Regions from separate parts of the Gossypium arboreum genome. Here region 1 is linked to region 2. The links are chromatin contacts, called in public Hi-C maps. All regions are on one chromosome and are shown on one strand. Each heading gives the region's core, a stretch centred on a gene start, on an enhancer-like site or on the middle of the called end of the contact. The rest is flanking DNA. Distances are from core to core; before and after follow the strand shown. Region 1 holds the start of LOC108463905 (flavin mononucleotide hydrolase 1, chloroplatic). Region 2 holds the start of LOC108461903.

Region 1 (3,992 bases), core at 816-3,315, 290 kb after region 2:
GAAACGCACCGTTTTGGACCCCCTCTGTTTAGACTAAAAACGACGCCGTTTTGGACGCGGGTCAGGTCGACCCGACCCGCACCAGGTCAGATCCGCGTGTTTTTTAATTCAATGGTATATTTGCGCATTAGATCCTTCCGCATTTTCAGTGTTTTAAATTAGGTTTATTTTTGTTTATAATCTGGCCCTAAAATTTAATCTGACTTGCAATCTACTCCCTGTTGATGCGCTGCGTTTTGATAGAATGGGAATATTACTGATTCAGTCCCCCATGTTTCACGCGTGTTGCAATACAACCCCGTGGCTTATTTTTATTTTAGATTTGGCCCCAAAACTTCGATTTTAATCCAATTTTGGTCCTTTTTTCATTTATCTTTAATTCTTATTTAAATTTTCTTGTATTTTCATATTATTATTATTATTATTATTATTATTATTATTATTATTATTATTATTATTATTATTATTATATGCATATATGTATTTATGTTTAGTATTTTAGCTACTTTATTTTAATATTTAAATGTTATGCTTGCTTTTATATATTTTAATAATATATTATTATTATCTTTATTACAATAGTGTATATTTTTATTTGTGTGTATAGATTTATATATATAGTATTTTTGTGTTACATTGTTGTTCTTCGTATTTTAATGCCATTACTATTATGGTTGTTAATGTAGTGAATGTGTTGTTGTATGTATACATCTTTATATCGTCATTGTTATTATCATTAACCATAGTATATATTTTGTTATATATGTATATATCTATTTGTGCATAGCATTACTTTTTAATTGCTTTATTCTAATATTTCTATATCGATTATATGTATATATATTTAATATGCCTATGTACATATCCATGTATTATTAGTGTTTGTTCCTATATGTATGCATTATGTAAATATTTTAATATTATTTAACATATGTATTTTCATTTTATATGTTTTAGATACGTTTTTAATATATTATACTTTATATATTGTTATGTATATTTTAGTATATACATATATTTGTGAAATATTATCAACAGTTTTATTATTATTTTTAAATAAGTATATATATCGTGCACATATTTTAATACTACATTCTACAATTTTTGTATTATGTAGTTATTCCAACATTATATACTTAGTATTTCTAATATCCTTATTATTTATATCTATGAATGTATATGTCTATGTAGTATATTAGTAAGTCCATTTTATATTGTTGTTATTTCTAATGTATATGCATGTATCATCTATGTGTTATATATATATTATATATTTTCAATATTTTTGCATTATTGCCCTATATGTTATTTATTTCAAATATTTTTAATTTTTCCATTTATTTATTTTTATTTCATCTCAATTTTGTTTTACATTACTTCAAGAATTTTATCCATGTCCTTCTAATTAATTTCAACAATCAAGGCAATATACCGATTTAACATTAAGTCATCGAGTTCATTGCTATGTTGGGTGAACATCAATTGACTCGTGTTAAAGCGATATACCCTTCTCAAAAACCGGAATGAACTAAAATTTCTCGTCTTCTTTTAATTGGATCACGACTAAATTTTAATATTGAACTCGTATTTTTAAAAATCAAGACAACACGTGTTTATGAGATGCCAATTTCTGGGCGTCGCGAGGGTGCTAATACCTTCCTCGCACGTAACTGACTCCCGAGCCCTAATTTTTCTCTGGTTTTTAACCTAGACCCTAAACTCAGCCTTCTTTTTGTTAAAAAAAAAATCTAATAGGTATCCGATCGTACCTAGGAAAAAGGATCGGTGGCGACTCCCGGTTTATTTTAAAATCAAATTTTAGCTTTCAAGTTTTCAATAGATCGCCTCAATTAGCAACCGAAACCAAACAAATTTTTACATCGCTACAATAGTAATAACTAATAAGATTGAATTTAAGAAATAAATAATTTTGAAAAACAAAATTAATTTTATCAAAAGGCATAATTACATTCAATATTTAATTTTATTAAGAATATAAATTTATAATTACAAATATATACATATAGATATTGGGCCAAGGCATTTTATTTTTTTGAGAAGTACCCACAAAGATGGATGAAACAAATGGTAAGCCCAAACATAGAGAGGCAAACCCAGAATTGTGCAGCGAACATTGACCCTTATTTCCTGGTAAGGGGAATCTGGAAATCAAAATATCAAAAATTCTCTTGGGTTGCAAGTGTACGTTTGGATGGCTCAATTGGTTAGAGCACCACCACCACCAGCCACATCACTCTGCTTTCATCCAAAACTATTTTCTCCAGTCCCCAGAACCAGGATGGCAATCAATCCCACCAACACATCACCTTCCTTCAACTCCAGGAAGCTTCCCATTTTGCTGTTTGACATCATGGACACCATTGTTCGTGACCCTTTTTACCATGACGTCCCTGCCTTCTTCGGGTAACTGGTTTTTTCATCTCCCTCCCCTCTTTCTCTTTTTTAATTCTTGTTTCGAATTGTGTTTGTTGGGTTTTTATCATTTTTGTTTTTATTTCAAACCAATATAACTGCCACTGCTGGCGATAGTTTTTGAAGTGATCAAAGTTAAATTCGATGGTCAGAATGTCTTTGAAGGAACTAATTGAATGCAAGCATCCAACTGCATGGCTTGAGTTCGAAAATGGGGTGATTGATGAGGTACACCTAGATTTATAATGTGGGAAAGTTATAGTTCTCTAGATTTTATTGACTAAAGTAGTCTTATGAGTAAGTGTTGTAAGATCTGTTAAACTGTTTGATTGAGGTACCTAACAAATTATAATATTTCTTGAAACATGTTTCACTTGTCAATTTTTTAGGATTGATTGCCATTTCAAGTAATAAAAGCTAAGTTGGATCTTTATTCCTTTGAATTTTTGTACATAAAGGCGAGTTGAATAGAGTTCCACAGTAACAGCCTTGACCTCAAGCTGTTTTGTGTACGAGAGGCTTGAAACCATCCCTGAGCTTGAATAAGTTTCATTTTATAAACTTGATCTTGACTTAATTAGGATCAAATATCTTAAAGAATATGTAATGTTATTTGTTCTATATCATACATTTATTCAGACACACATAGGCCCTAAAATAATAAAATTATATATATTATAGTGCATATAGATGATAATATATGCATTTTACTAAAAATATACATTTTTAAATGCTTTATTAGCCCTGTATGAGCCTGAACCTGACTTGGCAGAGGAGGAGTAGAACTTGACTATTTCCTGAGTAGCTTGCACAGCATGTTGACCCACTTACAACCCGAGTTGGTGACACTGCATTAGTTTTGATTTTTCTTACTTCCCATCATTGTTGCCTTCTTACATCTCCTGCAAAATATCATTTACCTGTTAAACACAAAATGAAATGGCCCTTTGTAGTCCCTTTCCTTCGTCTTTGCTTTCTGATAAGTGGATATAGTAGCTAAAACATTAGTCTTTTAACAATATTTCTCTAGGCTTCAGCTAGTGAAGCTTGTGTACACAACCAAAGCATAACACACCACTTATCTGTTGCCTTTAGATTAACTATCAGTACATTCATTTATTATTATTTATGTTCTTTATTGTTCCGTATCCTTATTAGTTTTATGCCAACGTTAACCTATCCATAACCATGATCCTATATTATATTGACCTGTATATTGATTCTTTGACAGAAACCTACTAGAACTTGTAAATTTCCAGTCCACCAGAAACATACTATTAAAGGATATCATTGCGGTTTCAGTTTCACATTTATAAATGGAACTTTTGAATTTATACTTTATTACTGTACTTTCTACCACATTTTTTAGCAATATAATTTGTGACTGAAAGCATGTAAAATAATTCCATGCCTTTCTTCTATGTTTAATAACCCCTTTTTCTCTTTCGCTCCTTTTCACTTATGGGTCTCTTCATTGCTATATGACCTTTAAGACGTTTGCTTTTCTCTCAATTTTATTGCCTTGCTGTTTACCTTCTGGTCTGGAGTGTGAGAAAGTT
Region 2 (4,048 bases), core at 20-2,519:
CTCAGCTTCAGCCCTCATCTTTGCCTCCGCTAGCCCCTCCACTCTAGCTAAAACTCCATCCTCTTCATCCCTATACCCATAATAACTTGCATCAATCCTCTTATAAATATCATATCTAGTTCTCCTCTTTCGCAACTCTGGCGGCTTCTCAAACAACTCCCTAACTCCCGGCAACTTCTTCGCGGCTCCAAAATACCGATACCCAGGGCCACGGCCGCTGGGGTTTGGAACATCCACTATGTTCCCTTCTAAATCCGTCATTTTAGGGGCGTGTTTGGCGTAATTCGGGCCACCGAGTTCAATGATGCGTCGTTCCCAGTGCGACTTCTCTCGTATAAGCTTATTGATCTCGTCATTAAGGTCGCGGAGTCGATGTTCCCCGAGGCCTTCATTCTGAATCTCAGCGACCTTGCGGCCGATCTCTCGCATGATTTGTTGACGCCATTTGTCGGCCTCAGCAAGGTCACGGCACTCAGAGGCGAGGAAAGGGCGGCGTTCTTTGGGCTTCTTTTTTTCCTCGGCTTTTAGGGCTATGAATCGATTGAGCATCGACTGGGCTTTCTCTTCGTTTCGAGCCATATTGTGATTTGTGATTGAGGGTTTCGGAAAGCTCTAGCTTTTGAGAAAGTTTAGCAAATGAGAGTCAGAAAAGCTTTAACCGCTTAATCTCCAAATAAATAACTCAGGGCAGACAGAAAAAGGAACAATGTAAAAATTGCTAATTAAGTTCCTCGGTTTTCTTGGCAACCAAACAGAAGTTAAAGTAACAATAGTTACATGAAAAAATAAGAAACAAATTTACCATTAAATGTGCACAACAGATTAGAAAAAAACTGAAAAAATATGAAGTTAAGGCCAAAATTTCTCTCGAGCTTATCATTGAAATGCCTCCATTTACCAAAAGAAAATCAAATTTAATGAAAAATAAAGGATTTTGAAATTCACCTGCCCTGAAACGTGAGCTGAAAGTGAGACGTCTTAAAACTTGAAAAGTTTCAGAAAGAAATGGCAAGTTTGCTCGCTCGATCCGTATTAAAATTATAAAGTCTCCAGCGGGTGTGTGGTGAATTGATAGTGACTGCCTGACTGGTGACCGATGATGGTGGTGGCCGGTGGGTGTTGGAGTGGAGAAGGAAAAGTTATTTTGTTAGGGATTTAGAAATTAGCTGTTAGGCATTAGAAATTGGGGGAGTCGGCTGAAGAGGAAAAGAAAAGAAAGGGTGAGCAGGCATGTGATTCGGCCGGGCCTGGACTAAAGTTCTTTTATCCGAGTACCGGTTCATTTAAAAAATTGGACATATTTTTATTAAAATTTATTTTTTTAATCTATATTTTTACTTAATTTTTTTTTAATTTTTAGGCCAATTTTTAGACTTAAACGGGTGAATTGATTTATGATTAGGTCTAAGCAGAATTAAAACCTTAGATGAATTGAAATTAAGAGATGATAAACCAGCAAAAAAGAGAGAAGGAAAGAGAGACCTCCAAATCGATATTTGTAACTTTGTTATGATTTTGATAGCTCGTGCCAGCCATATGTCTGATATTTCAATTTCTTTGTAAGAATTTTATCTCTATATTTCAATTTGTTAAAATTTAGTCATTCTACCGGACCTAAAATTGGTAAGTTCATCCAATCTTTTGCTAATGTTATTAATCTTTATTAATTCCTTGTACATAAATTATTGAATTACTAATTTTACTAATTCCAATGCTAATTTTTAAGACTAAGTCAACATTTTACGTCAAAGTTTAACTATGTTATCTTATTCAATTATTTTAAGTTTTGTAAAATAAAATTCTGACAAAAAAAACAGAAATTCTCAATTTTATAAATTAAAAAGGAAAAGTTATAATTAAACCTTTTTTTTCTTTAACAATTTTTTCCCCTTAATAGTGATCCAACCCCAGTCTTAATCATCAAGCTCTTAGGTGAGAATCATGATCCCCTTGCAAAACAAATTTCTAAGCTTCTACACGAGAAGAGACTTAGAAAAAATTTAAGAGACCCTTAGTAGGAGGGACTAGATAAAATTCAAGACATCCCTAGTATGATTAATACAGTAAAAGAAAAGCAGGCGTCAATAATTCAAGCTATCAGATTATTATAGCAAGCAAGTCTCTCAAAGAGGAAAAAATAATTGTAAGTTGCTGCCTATGCTTGGATCACAACACATCATGCTAGTTTCAATGTTAAACCGGAAAATATGGCATTGCTCAATTTCAATGTTGAATAATTCTTGTTTTGAGACTCATTGCCATCAGAGAAAATCACACTACATTGCAGCTGTAATTGATCATCAGTTTCACTGAGTGAAGTTTGTCCCTTGCCTACTGCAGCCACAAAAGATCTAGTGAGAAAAACATTCATTAGAACAAAGGAGGCATAGAAATTGGCAGGTTGTTGATACAGGTTCCTAGCAATTAATATAGTAAATATACTTTCAAGATACCTACATCATATACTCGCCAGACCAATTCTTACTACACCAAAATATACCCTGCTCATGTTCATTTTTACGGGTAAGTATATGTGCAATACTTGGATTGTTAACTGTCGAGCATTTTTACTATCAAATAAAAATAGATGTCTAATCCACACAGGCTCACATGCAATGCGCGCCCACATACACAGGATGATATTCGAATATATCACAAATAGGAAGTCAGATTGAACAAGAAGATGCCAATCCTACAAAAACTTAAACATGCCAAATGGCAAACGTGACCAATAACAGGAAGCACCAATTGGAACTCAGCCAGAGCAAGAAACAATTTATTTATAACATAACTTGATAAAAAATATTGTTGTAATTGAGCACCGAAGACTTAGTATCCAACACAGTCGAAACCTATGTTTTAAACAAAACTATGAAGTAGCCTGTGAATGGTAGCAAGTAAAACCGTCAATGAATGCCATAAGAATTCTATCCTATGGTTAAATGAATCAATTTCAAGTCCAGAGATTAGTGAATGATAGTGCAATAAGAAAAGCACGTTATTAGTTTAAGTAAGATTGAAAGTGTTGCATAATTGATATAATCAAACCAACAAAACTCACTCACTCATATTTGGATTTTAAGTCCTAATTGGTTTAAATTCAACTCCCCAAAAAAAAAAAAAAAAAAAGAAAAAAAGAAGAGGTCCATAAAGTTGAATTTTTAATAAGAAAAAAACAGCATTACTTAAAACACTTAACGATTCATCAATAACCCAATGGAGAAAAAGGTTAAAATACCTTCCACCTCGCCTTCACCTAAGCTTCTGCTTGGAAGAACTTTTCTTAGCCGCTTCCTTAACCTTCTCAATATACCCTTCAATAGGTGGAGTCAAAGACGCCATCAATCGATTTGCCGGAAATGGGGTCAAATCTGGTATCATAGCCGCCTCCTTAAGTTTCTCCGGCAACGCTTCAATTGCCTCCTTTTTCATTCTCAACAAATTAGTCTCAGCAGCCTGCCTTGCCCTATGCTTCCTCATCAAAACCCGACTATACTCCTTGGCCAATCTCCGGCCATCCTCCACCGTCAGCTCATATTTGGGTATCTTATCAGCATCGACAAGGCCCAATGTAATCAAATCCAGCCCCGGAGTTCCCATAATCATAGGTTCGTCAGGGACTCCCATTGCTTTTCTTCCTCCCTTCTTCAAAATCTCCATTTCCCGTTGCCGCTCCTTGCTTATTAATCCCAATTTTTCCCGTTCGGCTTCGCGGGCTCGCTCTTTCGGTGAGAGGTGACGGACCGGCGTGGGTGCATTGAGGCATTGGTCGTAGAGTTTTTGCTTCTCATCGGGGATTCGGCCGCCTTTGGGGAGGGAATCGTCGAGAGAAGCGCCGCCTTTTCCTTTTTTAGTGGAGATTTTGGAGCGTTTTAAAGGTTGGCCGGCTTTGAGTTTGGATTTGCCTTTGGCGGTTCCACTAACGGTGCAGCGTTGGAGGAATTGGTGAGTCAGAGTTGTTAGAGGTTTGGGGTTTTTAGCGATTCGGATCATTGTGTTTCTGGTAGGGTTAAGGGTTCTACCAAAGAACCTAACGAAGAATAGAAAT

What was found. A called contact is a pair of places that touch in the nucleus more often than the background predicts.
Region 1: a Hi-C map of leaf shows a contact between it and region 2, with 2.9 times the contacts expected there. The contact joins the promoter of LOC108463905 here to the promoter of LOC108461903 in region 2. A contact is called at or near these places in 2 of 5 Hi-C or Micro-C datasets (both in leaf).

Annotation. Positions count from the first base shown.
Region 1 is chr2:9,443,368-9,447,359 of ASM2569848v2, forward strand. LOC108463905 (flavin mononucleotide hydrolase 1, chloroplatic) reads left to right here and starts at 2,066. Exons shown (of 7, transcript XM_017763900.2): 1 at 2,066-2,424; 2 at 2,586-2,661. The coding sequence starts at 2,213.
Region 2 is chr2:9,152,913-9,156,960 of ASM2569848v2, forward strand. It overlaps LOC108461903, which reads right to left and starts at 1,270. Exons shown (of 2, transcript XM_017761891.2): 1 at 946-1,270; 2 at 1-612. The coding sequence starts at 579. LOC108463028 reads right to left here. Exons shown (of 2, transcript XM_017762982.2): 1 at 3,239-4,048; 2 at 2,086-2,331. The coding sequence ends at 3,253.